Regions from separate parts of the Callithrix jacchus genome. Here region 1 is linked to region 2. Evidence: chromatin contacts called from public Hi-C data. All regions are on one chromosome and are shown on one strand. Each heading gives the region's core, a stretch centred on a gene start, on an enhancer-like site or on the middle of the called end of the contact. The rest is flanking DNA. Distances are from core to core; before and after follow the strand shown. Region 1 holds the start of RALGDS (ral guanine nucleotide dissociation stimulator). Region 2 overlaps RALGDS (ral guanine nucleotide dissociation stimulator).

Region 1 (6,876 bases), core at 305-2,804, 35 kb before region 2:
CATACCCTCCCAGGGTGGGAGTCACTGGCCCATTTTCAGTAGAGGAAACTGAGACTCTGAGAGGTCACCATGAGCTTATCAGTGATGTGGTCCAGCTGTGAGTTTGAACCCAAGTCATCTGGGTTCAAGGCTGTGGCTGCACAGGGTTGGGAGGAGTGCGGCTCTGAAGGTGAGTACATTGTGGAGGAGGACACGGTGGGGGTGCTGGGAGGGGCTCTGAGCGAGGCAGGGGCTTGATGGGGTTCCTGGGTCAGGATGGCCCCAGGAGCCTGGATTGGGGTATAGGGACCAGGTCACACAGCGTTCTGAATGCCAGGCAATGAGGCAGGGGTCACTGCAGGTCTGTCCCAGCAGGAAGATAAATATAAATGGAGTCCAAGTGTGGGACTCAGGGGATACCTGGCCAGCGAGACCCCAACACAGGATGAGGCCTCTGATGACCAGCTCAGGGATGAGTGACTGGGAAGAGCCATGAAGTGGGGATCACCACACACAGCAAGGCTTGGTCACTTAGAGCTGAGTGGCACGCAGTGCTGGTGCCTCAGCTCTGATACTCAACGGGATGAAGCTGGGCACAGTGGCTCACGCCTGTAATCCCAACACTTTGGAAGGCCGAGGTGGGCAGATCACCTGAGGTCAGGAGTTCAAGACCAGCCGGACCAACATGATGAAACCCCATCTCTACTGCAAATACAAAAATTAGCCAGGCGTGGTGGCTTGCCCTGTAACCCCAGCTACTTGGGAGGCTGACGAAGGAGAATCTCTTGAATCTGTGAGGTGGAGGTTATAGTGAGCTGAGTTCTCACCACTGCACTGCAGCCTGGTCAACAAGAGCCAGACTGTCTCAAAAAACAAATAATAAAAAGAGACGAAGTCAATGAGCCCTAATAACAGTGACTACCCCCAACACTCGCTCAACCTCGGTGTGACCCCCTCCCCACCAGGCTCCCTGGAGCTGCAACTTACACCAGCTGGGGCTGCAGCTGGTGGCCCCGGGTTCTGTCAGGGAAGACAAGGAGGGAGGTGAGGAAGGGGCGACCTTTCTCGCCGCCTAGGCTGAGTCCGCTGTCACCTCTTGTCACCCAGCTCCCAGCCATCCACCAAGCCGAGTCCAGCAGGTGGCATTGGAGTGCTGGGCGACAGGGTGAGCCTGTATATTTGGTGACGCCCACGCGCCGATACAGCGGCCCCCCGGCTGGGGCGAGGGTGGCCCTAGGTCCTAGCGGGGTGGGGAGTACTGAGCAGGCGGCAGAGGCGGAGGGACACGTGAGATCGGCCGCACACAGCGCTTGTTGCGTGGCGCGTGCGCGCGGCGAGGCGGGGTGACGTGCACGCGCTGTCCGCGGTCCCGTGCAGGCCCCGTGCGCGCGTCCGGCCTTGGACACTGGGCCCGTCTGCCCCTCGCGGGGACCACCCGCGTCCGTACGCGGGAGGGAGGCCTGAGCGCGCCCCCGAGCTCGCGCGGCGGGGCGCGCCCCTCGCACCTGCGGGTGGGCTGGGGCGGGGCCGCGGCTGTCCCCGCCCACCCCGGCCCGAGCCCCGGGAGCCGGGGCGGAACCGAACAGCGGGGCCCGAGAGGCCGGAGCGCGGCGCGGCGCGGCGCAGACAATGGGAGCGGCGCTGGCGGCGGCAGGGGCGGCAGCGAGGGCCGCGGAGCCCTGGGCCCGGTGGGGACCGGAGGCCACGCCATGAGCCCCGCAGCCGGGCGCACCCCTGCGCCGCGCGCGGGCCGAGGCGAGCGGCCTCTGCCAGCCCCGAGCCCCGCCCTGGGGCCGGCGATGAGCCGTAGAGGCTGAGGATGATGGTAGATTGCCAGGTGAGTGCCCGCCGGCCCCGGCCTGGGCCGGGGCCCCGCGTAGTGTCGCGGGTGGAGGGAGGACCGCACGCCCCCGCCCACACCCACCGTGGAGAGGGAGCCCGGCGCCGCGTCCACGCTGAGCGCGCGCTGACGCAGCTCCGCGTCCAACCCCGCCCGGGACAGTAGGGAAACTGAGGACAGGAGAGGGGCAGGGACTGGCCTGGGCACACGAAGTGGGCGGAATCCAGAGGAGAAGGGACAGTTCCGGCCTCTTAGTCCAGGCAGGGCTCAGCTCACCCTTCCCATGGGGTCTGCTTTGGGACTGACAGCCCCTAAGATCCTGGGGACCTCTGCCCTCCTTTCATGTGGGCTCTTTTGCCTGGGCATCTCCGCGCACGCACAGGCGCAGGCCTGCGCATACACGCGCACGGACACGCAGACACACACACCATGCACTTCCTGGGGCTCAGAGTAGGACGGGTCGCTGGGGAGGTGGCTATGGGGAAAGAAGAAAGAGGGCAGGGGCTGCTCTGCCGTGGGCAGGGGCATCCAGTCCCCAGCAACATGCTCGGGGCCACTACACGGGGGCCAGGGGGGGGACACACGCCAGGCTGATGGGCACGGGTTCCCCCAAGGTTCCCAGGGTCTGTCTGGACTGGAGCCACCCCAGGGCAGCCTGGAGATGACAGATTGTGTGGTTCTCGGTTTGCCTCTGTGATCACTTGGAAGTAGGAAAAGACCCCTTCCGTGCAGACAGGGCTAGAGGAAAGGAAGCCTCAGATTCCTACTCTATAAATTGGAAAGTTTGGCTGGGTGACCCCAAGGGTCCCACAGGCTCTAGATGTGTCGGCCTTAGGTCTCCATTGGGGATATCCCCCCTACCCAGCGAGGTCTGTGGAAAATGCCTTCTTTGGAGGTCCTTCTGAGCTAGAGAAGCCTGGGGGCTGCAGAGCCTGGCCAAGCACTGGACCACTCTTCTGGGACAAGACCGTCCTTGTTGGAGCCTCAGGGTTCTTGTTTGGAAGTGGGGCCAGAGCCTTGTCCTGATTGGAGTGAGGAGGCCTCATGAGTGAACTGGACACCCCAGAGCCAGCAGAGGGAAAGAGGGGAGCAAATGAAGCTTCTGAGGCTCCTTGAATTACCCCCAGAGACTGCAGGTTCCTCTCCTTTGACCCCCTGGGACCCAGGAGAGCTGCTACCTTGACAACACCCAAACAAAGGTGTGTGTTTTGTTTTCTGCGTTTTCGGCCTGAGGCTGCTGTGCTAGTGCCGGCCACCAGGGGGAGGCAGTGCCCACTGCGCTCCACGGAGCAACTGAAGCCGGGGAGAGCCCCACAAGGTCCCTCTGGGAGACCCCGGCCTCCACCCAACGCACACCCCCCATTACAAGCATCCTTCTCCACAAAGTTAGCTGCTCAGAGGCAGGAGGGGGCTCTCAGAGCCTCCTCTTTCCCTTCAGCAGGTGTGCCCAAGCACTCACCCTGGGTGCAGCATTGGGCCTAGGCATGGCTCTGAAAATGACCCAGGTGGGCCTGCCCTCCGGAGCTGGCAGTCTGGAGGGGTGATCGACAGGGCATAAAAGCAAATGGGCAAAAAAAGAGAAAAGCAAGTGCTACAGCAAAAATAATGCTGGTGCTGCTGGTGGGGCTGGGGCCTGAGAGGCCTTGCTAAGGGGACATCTGTGCCGTGGCAGATGTCAAAGCGGGGGCCAGCCCTGCACGAGTCTGGGGCAGTGTACTGGAGAAGCCTCAGCAGGCAGGGCTGGGAGGCAGAAGTGAGCTTGGCCAGAAGAGTGAGAAAGGAGGCCAGTGTGGCCCATGTAAGCTGGGGGCGGGAGGGGCAGCCCCGGGCCTGGAGGCAGCTGTGTGACAACACTACCTAACGTACGGCTTCCAGCAGTGGACACTGATCATCACTCAATTTCTGTGGACCTGGTTCCAGGGCAGCTCAGCTGGGTGCCTCTGCCTCCAGGTCTCAAGGGAGGCTGGGGCCAGGGTCTCATCTGCGGCTGGACTGGGCAGGACCTGCCCCGAGGCCATTCACATGTCATTGGCAGGATTCAGTTTTGACTGAGGGTGTCAGTTTCTCTGTGACTGTTGGCCCTGGCCTTCCCTTGGTTTACTGCCATATGGGCCTCTGTGTAGGGCAGGCAGCTCAGGGCATCAGAACTCACTTCCCCAGAGTGAGCAGCGAGGGTGGGAAGGAAACCCAGCAGCGCAAACGGGCAAGACAGAACTCATGGTTTTCTGTCAGTCTTGGAAGTGACCTCGCATCACTTGTGCTGTATTCTGCTAGTGAGAAGCCCAGTCACTAAATCTAGTCACCTTGGAGGGAGGAGATCACTCAGCAACTTCTGTACCAGGAGGCAGGGATCTCTGGAGCCAGTGTGGAAGCTGCCTGGGACAGTGGCTGAGAGCAAGCAGTCAGGCCTGATTCTAAACATAATGGAGGCTGGGCGCAGTGGCTCACACCTGTAATCTTGGCACTTTGGGAGGCCAAGGTGGGTGGATCACTTGAGATCAGGAGTTCCACACCAGCCTGGCCAACATGGTAAAACCCTGTCTCTACATAAAAAAAAAAAAAAATTAGCTGGGTGTCATGGTGTGCACCTGTAATCCCAGCTACTCCAGAGGCTGAGGCAGGAGAATCTCTTGAACCTGGGAGGTGGAGGTTGCAGTGAGCCAAAATCATGCCACCACACTCCAGCCTGGGCGACAGAACCAGACCCTGTTTCAATAAATAAATAAATTAACAAACAAACATATTGGAAGCCACTGAAAGATGCTCCCATATGCTACAGGGATCGATATCTGATTTTTGCTTAATTTTCAACCCCTTCATGGTGCAGACTAGAAAGCAAGACCAAGAAGGGAGTGACTTTCCCTAGATCACAGCACCAGTGTGCAGCCTGAGTTGTATTCCCAGCTGTGTCTCGCCCATGAGAAGTTTCTTCTCTCACAGTAGTATAGGCCAGAGGTCCAAAATCCAGGGGCTAGCAGGGCCCTGCTGTCACTGAAGGCCCCTTCCCTTCCTAACTCTTCCATCTCTAAGTTGGCCGTGTGGTGGCTAACGTGTTTTGTGGTACTGTCTCACATTAGCACGGTGATGTCCCCAGGAGGTAGATGTTAGAACCATCCCCCCTGTGCAGGTCAGGAGACTGGGGAGGCCCTGAAAAGTGCAATGACTGGTTTGGGGTCACAGAACTGGCAAGAGGGAGGAGCTTGGTGACCCAGATGGCTTTCCCTCTCTGAGCTTCAGGGGCTGGGAGCATGAGCACACAGTGGCTGGTTGTCCCAGCTCCCAAGGCGGCTGCGAGTACCCGAAAGTGCCCCTCAGGCACCCTCATACATCTGCCATCGCCCTCCCCATTTCCTTAATCCCCAGCGCTGCTGTCACTTGATTTTTACGAACATGTGAATATGACGAAGTAGCAAAGGACAGGAGGTGTTCGTTCGTTCATTTTGTATCTGTCTCCTGGGCCCAGGCCATGCCAGAGGAGGCGGTAACATAGTCCGGGGAGTTCCCAGGGGAAGGGGCGGTGCTCACCTGGGGAGTGGGTGGGCACAGAGAGATTCCAGAAGGAGGTGTCCTGTGGGCACAGTTGATTCAAGGAGGGGAGGTGTGGTGATGGCACAGAGGGTGATGATTGGGGCCCGTGTCTATCGGGTAAATTTCCCATGCGGCTGTCACAAAGTGACATAACAGAAATTTATTCTCTGACAGTTCTAAAGTCCAGAGGCCCAAATCCAGGGCTCAGCAAGGCTCTGCGGTCTCTGAAGTCTCTAAGAGAGGGTCCTTTCTTGTGTCTTCCCACCTCCAGTGGCTGCCAGCGTCCTTGGCATTAGTTCCTGGTCTTGTAGACGTGTGACTCCAAACTGTGCCTTCATCATCACATGGCCACCTATGTGTGTCTGCCCAATTTTCCCGGTTATCGTAAGGACAGCAGTCATTGGACTAGCGCCCATCCTAATCCAGTATGACCTCATCCGGATTCCATCCGCACAGACCAGTTTCCAAATAAGATCTCATTCACGGGTGCCAGGAGTCCTTTTGGGGGACACAGTTCAACCTGTAACAGGAGTATTGAGAATGATTCCCCTCCCAAAGGCCAGGTATCTGCGTGCCTACGGGGACTAGGGGAGCAGCGGGAAGTCTCAGGACCTCCCAGGAACTCAACCACCAGCTAGGGGGTGTGGGGGCAGGCGTGAGCGGAGCCCGCCTACTCCCCAGTTTGATGCGTTCTGGCGGCAGCACCAGCAGGTGGCGCTGTGCCCTCCCGTGCGGCCGCCGAGCCTGGCACGGAGCTGCCGCAGACAAAGGTCTAGCCTTTGGGTTTCGAGGAGCCGCGTACAGCTGTAAGCAGGCCAGGGCACGGCCATTTCACGGGTGACACACACGGGAGGAAATCAAACCAGGCGGGGCTGAGGCGGGCGACTGGGTGGCGACTTTGCGTCGGAGGCTGGCGGGGTGCCAAGGAGGTGACAGGGATGGCGAGGAGGACCCTGGTGTGCAGACCCTGGTGTAAGAAGGACAGAAAGGCAGGGGCGGGGGATAGGAGACCTGGGCCGTAGCAGGAGCCCAGCGCACAGGAGCCAGGAATTTGCCTTTCATTGGGGTCCTCGCCCTGTGGCTGATGACACCGGCCGTTTGCAAACAGCTCTCCTTTACTTACTTGCAGGGATCCTTCCCCCCAATTCCAGCCCCAGCCCCTGCCTCAGGCTCCTGGTGGGGGTCAGCACGCCCCTCAGAGGGCCCTTTGATATACAGGGGTGTGGGGCAGTGTGGGGCTGAGGAGCAGGGGCCAGGTTCCTGCCAGAAGTCGCAGGGGTGAAAGGGAGCAGTGTGTGCAGTCCGCTGGCCCAGGAGTGGAAGCCTTTCCTTTTTTTTCTTTTTGTCAGAGATGGGGTCTTGCTGTGTGGCCCAGGCTGCAGTGCGGGGTGCAATCATGGCTTACTGCAGCCTCAACCTCCTGGGCTCAGGCCTCCAGAGTAGCGGGTGTGGCGGGTGCACGCTAATGTTAGCAGCTAATTTTTGGATTGTTTTGTAAAGACAGAGTTTCACTATGTTACCCAGGCTGT
Region 2 (6,539 bases), core at 3,906-6,405:
CAAGGGCCAGGCAGCCCAGAAGCCCCGTCAGGTGAGCGGTAGGGAAGCTTATGGTTCAGAGGAAGGCAAAAGTGCTTTCGGCCACAGGACGCTTGGGAGAGCTGGACCCTGAAGCTTTAAAATATTAATAGGAGCCGGCATGTTTTGGGAAGGTCCTAGACTAAGTAATTTGCATCACCTTCTTTTGAGGTCAAGATTGTTAAGAGCCCACTTGACAGATGAACCCAGAGGCGACAGAGGTTAGATTGCATGGAGTGACCAAGCATCAGTGGCAGAGGCAGGATTCTGACCCAAAGACACGTTTCTCCACCCAGTGTTGGGGAGAGCTCTTGGTGGGGAATACCCCATGCCTGAGAGACCCTTTCCTCCTGAGCTTGGCAGATGTCCGGACCATACATGTTCCCCCAATCCTCATCTACCCGGGGCTCTGTTTTTCATTGGTGGCTGGACAGGGACCCCTGGGAGGGTGGGGGTAGGAGGCTGAGGGCAGTTGTAGGTGGGTAGAAGTGAAGGCGGCTTCTCTGTATTCACAGGGAGCACCTCCCTTTGGTCTCCCACGCCTTCCCACTCTCTGATCTCTTGACCACACTGTGTGCAGGTCTTTGGTTTAATTCCTAGGGCTCATGGTACTTTTGACACTGAAGACCCCGAGGCAAGGGACCTGTCCCCATGTGGACATGTGTGCAGACTGTGGTCTTCCAGGAGAGCTTCCTAGGTGACTTCAAAGGGGCAGCCCCCAAGACCTTCAGGTTCTGCTCCTCTTGCTCTACTCCTAGGGAGGGTCCCCCAGGAGAAGAGGGGGAACAGGCTGGCTGGTCCTGGGTCTTTCCTTCTCCAGGTGGGGGATGCTCAGGCATGCTGGCCTGTTTCCCAGGAGGCTCAGGAATGGCCCAGGGAGATGTTATGCTGCTCCCTGGCAGGGCTGGGGTCTGATTCTTAACCTGGAAATTGGACAATTCCAGGCCCGGTCTGCATTGCCACTGAGAGAAGACTGGGGAGATTTATCGCTGGCCCTGTGCAAGCAGGCTCTGAAGGAGCCAGTGGGGCGGTTTCAGGAAGCTGTGCCCGGCAGTCGACGACTAGTTCCCAAGGGCTGCTGGCCAGCCGCCCACATGGCTCCCATGGCGTGGTACCGCCATGCTGTGGCCACCGTGTGCCAGGGTTGGACTTCCAGCCTTGCAGGCCCAGAATCGCCATGTTCCCAGATACGCGGCACCAGCAGGGCGATGCTCCGCATTTGATTCTCAAGGGGCAGACACTGAAGCCTGCAGCTCGCCCAGGACAAGCTGAGCTTTGAGCAGACCCAATTCGCCCAGTTCCGAACACCGTGGCTGCCCATAGGCCAGGGAGGAAGTGGGATGACAGCCCAATGGTTGCTTGGCAAGCAGAGCAGTGCACCTGCATTGGAGGGTTGTGGCGTCTTCTGCCATAGGGAACTTGCGTGCTTTGGCAGCCTCCCCTGCAGTCATTCCTGGGGCCTTTTGTCCATGTTCAACCAAAGTGTAGGGAGCCTGGGCTCTGGAGGGAAGAGAGCTGTGCTGGAATGCCAGCTCAGCTCCCTGGCAGCTGTAGACGTGTTCTGAGCCTCAGTTTCCTCATCTATAAAGTGGACGTGATGCCAGCTCCTCCTCGTAGGGTTCTGGTGAGGACCGAGTAAGACAGGAGGCCTGAAAGCAGCCTGCATAGTGCTTGGCACAGTGGACAGGTGGCAGCTGCCACAATGAGGTTTTCTGATGAGGTGCCAGGGGAGTGGCTTGAGCCTACCAAGTGCCCTGGGCTCCTGGGGCATGTCACCTGGCACCTTCAGTACTTCCCTGGCCTGGCATCTTGCAGGCCTTTTGCCCAGGGCACGTCCACAAACCTCTCGGAGATGCAGGTGCTGGAGAGCTGGCCCTGCCACCCTCCCCGCCGAACTTGCTGTGTTACCTGAGGAAGTCCTTCCTATCTCTAGCCCCTCCTTCACATCTGTGCCACAAGCGCCTGTACTCTGCTCCAAGCCTGGGACCGTGGCAGAGGCAGCGCCAGGCCTGGATGGGTCCTAATGGGCCAGGGTTCAAATCCCTGACCTGGGTGAGTTCTTGCCAGGCTGCTTCCTTATCCATCAGGCAGGGCCTTAGGAGGATTAAACGTGGTGGGTCTGCAAAGCGGCTTACACCCAGGAGGCCCCTGCACATGCTGGGCGCTGTGGCTGGTTAAAGTTGGGGCTGGACGTTGAGCTGGCCCTGCCCTACACCCCCTTGGGACCAGCCCACCTTCCTCCTCAGCTGCCACCAGCCATGGCCCTCCCGGGCCTGGCCCTGTGTTTACCTGTCAGGGGCCGGGTGTGGACAGGGACCTCAGACCCACGAGGCTTGTGGCTGATCTGGAGGGCTGGGTCTCCCCTCTCCTGCTTGAGGCACAGTTTTCCCATCAGTGAGTAGCAAGGCACAGGCTGGCAGGGAGGGTTTCTGGAGAGCTATGCTGGCCTTTGAGGGGCTCAGCACAGGCTGGTTCCCAGCCTTCACTTTCTGGGACAGGGAGCTCCCTAGTGGCTAGGCACCTCGTGTCAGCCCCATCCGAGGCCACCTCTGTGGGCTGCAGTGCCCAGGACCAGGACACCCACACCCAGGGCTGGCCTCCTGTCATCTGGGGCCTTGTTCATACCTGAGGATCAGGGTTGGGTCCACCCACCCAGAGCTGGAGGGCAGGCGGGTCATGGACATGCTGCCATTGCATTCCGCCTCCCTTGGTTGGACTCGTGGTCTGAGAGGAACCAGGACATGGACTTGAGAAGTCCTAGGCTGTCCCCTCAGCCTGTACACTCCCTACTTGCTCCGCTCTCCGGGCCTTGGTCCCACTTCTGTAGGACGGAGAAGGCACACAGCAGTGTGAGTGCTGCGCTGCCCCAGGAGCCTGGGCCCTGCAGAGAGGGAGCAGCCTTGTGATGCGGTTCACGTTTGGCTTCTGTATTGGAGCCAAAAGCTCAAGTCAGAAAGCTTCCCCCGCCCACCGGGTTTCAGGGTGACTCGGCCTCTCTTTACAGTGCCCATGGGCCACGTCCCCGAGCCTCAGGCAGGTCTCAGACAAGTTCCCCTCAGGTTTCTACCACCCAGTGTCCATCGCCGGCCCTGGGGGCTGTGGTGTCAGTGTTTCCCAGCCACCCCATCAGCTGTCAGTCACCAAGCTGCATGCGTTCTCTCTTGACCCCCACTGTCGCCTGTGAGAGCTGTTGCTGTCCTCCCCAGGGCCAAGGGTCGAGGGGCTGGGCAGAGCTGGGAGCTGGACCCTTGAGACGGTGAACTGCCGTGTGGTGGGCTAGAACTGTAGGGGGCTGGCAAGCGCCCCAGGTGACCTCTGCTGACTGGGACCTGAGCAGCAGCTCGGAGGGGTGTGGGAGTTCCCCCAGGACCATCTCACGCACATGGAGGCTCTTTCCATGCACTGGGCCCGGGCGGCCCGGGGCAGAGCAGCGCGTGGTGCAGGGCTGCTGGGCTCCTCACTCTACTTCAGCCCTCAGCCAGGTCTCCTTGGGAGGGGCCCTCGAGTTCCTGGAGCCATCCCTGTGGTGGGGGTGTGGGGGGTGGTAGGGGGCACTAGTTATGATTTCAGAGGAAAGGTGTCTGAGTCCACAGCGGCACCAGGGGGTGGATGCTGAGAGGAGGTGCCATTGGCCTTGGTGGGGAGATGGCAGGGGTGCGGCAGGCCCCGTGGGACCCCTCAAGACCCTCACTATTCTACCCAGAGGGATTCTGGGCTGGGCCTGTGGCTTCCTCCATCAGCCAGGGACACGGCATCCTGCTGGCCTGTCACTCTGAGAAGGCTGATCAGGTGACACACTTACTAGATGCCACCCAGGCCCTGTTTTCCCTCCTTATCTTCAGGGCTCTGTGCTGTGTCCCTGGGGACACTGGAGTGTGGGGGCCCTGCTCACTAGGGACCCCGTGCCGTCATGCCACCCTCACTGCACTGACCCAAATGTTAGGCCAGGCCGTGTGTTCGCAGGCACAGCTGCCGACTGGGTCCCAGAGCCCAGGGACATCAGCATGCCTGCTGGGGGTGGGACAAGCGGGAGTGTCCTGAGGACACAGCCAGGCACGTGGCATTCTCTTCTCCTCCCAGTAGTCAGCTCAGAGCGGCTGCCCGGGCGCCTGCCCTGGGGGAAGGCGTTTTCTCTGCATCAGCTGTTTACTAGGCCGTCCTACTCCTTCTTGGAACTCCCAGCCAGAGCACCCTGTGGGCTGTCTGCTCTGCTAACAGAGTGACTCAGGGTGGCCTGTGGGTGCTGGATCCCTGCCTTTCTGCTGCAGAGGGTCCTGGGGCAGCGGCCAGGTCTGTCGGCTGCTTGCTTTCTATGTCCTGTGGGGGAGTCAGAGCAAGGGATAGAGGCCCCCCTCTGCTGCTTTGTGCGCAGACCCCAGGAGAGCTTGCTCTGGAGCCTGCACCTCTGCCATCTTAGCAGGCAGTTTAAATGGTGCCTGTGCTCCACATAGCTGTATGGTCTGGTTCCCTGCCTGCGGCTGCTGCGACAAGACAGAGAGGACAGGCCGGCTCCACGCAGGCTAGAGCGTCTCCCCGACTGTGACAGAGTGGCAGCTCCCTCACCCCAAGCATGCGTGCTCTTAGCATTGGGCCTGCATCCCTTGCCACCACCTGGCAGAAGAGGGCCTCCGGGGTAGGGGAGGGTGCAGGGATGTCACATGACACCAAGCAGGGCTGGGCCAGCTGCCATCTAGACCAGCTCAGAGATGGCCAAGGCCACCTGGCTTCAGCCCCTCCTGGGGGTTGGCTTGGCCGGGGACACCTCTGTCCAGCAGGCACTGATGGTGCTCTGCCAGGACCTGGGTGCTGTGCCAGGCTCCCCAGGAGTTAATGTCCAATCCCCTGTGGCGGGCTTGTCCTGCACGAGACCTCAGAGCCTCCGCCAGTGACTTGGGCACTCAGGATACTGTCTGCCTCCCAGCTGGTCCAGATATGGCCAAAATCCCCGAGGGAGACCAACCCTCCCAGTTGAGCCAGAGGCCTTCACAGAAGGCAGTCTGGGACCCGAGGCAGCCAGGGTGGCTGGGTGCCCTGGTCACTGTAACCTCTAATGCTTTTCTTCTCCGAGCGACGATTTTCTAGGCAGGAGAGAGATGTGAGTCAGGAAAAGGGGGGTGAGCATATGTCTGTTTTCCTGTCAGTGGCTGTTTGTGGGTTTGAATGTGCCTGTGGGTTCCCTGCTAACTTCCAAGAAATAGGCTGACCCTCCGTCCAGAGGCAGTGGCAGTGGCAGTCAGGAGCCCAGCATGACACCTGCAGCCTTCCTGTTGGTATGAAGCCTGGAGCGGCAGGGTGACCTCGGGTCAGAGGAAGTGCACTTCCAGCATGGCTCCTGGGCCTCTGAAGGGGGGCCGGAGGCAGGCGGCCAGGGTCCCATCCACAGCATTAGACAGTCTGCCTGGCTCCTGCTGGGGCTGAGGGAAGGGCTTGAGTCAGCACTGTCTCTCAGCTCCACACCCACCCGGGTTGGGGCACTGACTGTGGGTTAATGAACCTGGACCAGGCCAGTACCTCCCAGCTCCTTCCTAAACTCACAGGTCGGTGTCCTTACCCCTACCCCAGCTCCTCTTCCTCTGCGAGCTCATCCCGTCCCTGGACAGAGCAGATGGCACCAGGGGCTGTCAGGTCGGGGGTCATTGCGGCTAAGTGACCAAGGCCAGCCTGCCAGGTTGGGGGAGTCTTTGTCTCCTAGGACAAGGGCCTTTCCTGACTGCCCGGAGCCAGATGCCCCCCTTCCTGTTCTAGCCTAGGCCTGTGGTTTGGGGCTCTGTGGAACCCCAGCATTTGCCTGGATACCAGCACCGGCACCTCTCAGACTGCCCACTCACATGATGACGGTTGGGGAACTGGGAACTCCCATTGCCCAAGCAGCCATGAGGGCATGAATGAGCAGAGGGGAAGGAAGTGGCTGGGCTGCGGCCGTCGGGAGTGCCCCACACCAGCCCAGACCTGTGCTGCTGACACGCCAGTGCTGGGCCTGGAGGAGCTGCCCACTGCTATGGGGTCAGCCGGGGCCCCCCAGGCTGGGCAGAGGAGGGGTGAGTGTGAGGACGGCCATGGGCCTCGGGCCCTGGGGACATGGGGGGACCTTCTCTCAGGGCACAGCTGCCTGGATCATTCAGCTGTGTCAGAGCCCTGGGATCCCCGCCTTACCACTTACCCTTGGTAACATGACCTTGGAAACAGTTGCTCCTCTCCCAGCCTCCATTTACCCATCTGTGAAATGGCTGAACAACAGTCCCCACCATGGAAGCGGATGGCTTGAGAGCAGGCCAGTCCTGGGCAGGAGCCAGAGCCAGTTAATAGGGGATTGGAGGACTGGTGGACCCATCATGTTCGAATCCCAGGCCATGGCTGGCTGGGTGGGAGAAGTGGCCTGCCATGACAGTGGCCTTCTGTGCCCATGTTAAGCCCAGGCCCTTGATCCGTGATCTCCTTTCACCCCGGGCTGTGGGTCTGTGCGGCCTCTAGTCTGTGTTCTATCTGGGGAACAGGCTGCAGAGGGCCATCCCCCCCTGCAC

What was found. A called contact is a pair of places that touch in the nucleus more often than the background predicts.
Region 1: a Hi-C map of skeletal muscle shows a contact between it and region 2, with 5 times the contacts expected there. The contact joins the promoter of RALGDS here to the enhancer-like site in region 2. A contact is called at or near these places in 3 of 3 Hi-C or Micro-C datasets (induced pluripotent stem cells and skeletal muscle).

The regions. Positions count from the first base shown.
Region 1 is chr1:181,725,665-181,732,540 of calJac240_pri, reverse strand. RALGDS (ral guanine nucleotide dissociation stimulator) reads left to right here and starts at 1,554. Exons shown (of 18, transcript XM_035261710.3): 1 at 1,554-1,816. The coding sequence starts at 1,799.
Region 2 is chr1:181,694,232-181,700,770 of calJac240_pri, reverse strand. The region is part of intron 1 of RALGDS (ral guanine nucleotide dissociation stimulator); the gene reads left to right. Among named protein-coding and RNA genes, the nearest start is that of RALGDS, 33 kb to the left of the region's middle. Within about 2 kb of position 5,155, at least 13 of the 16 cell types and tissues checked have an H3K27ac peak or open chromatin away from gene starts, as enhancers often do. A contact at or near this core is called in skeletal muscle, where this site is marked.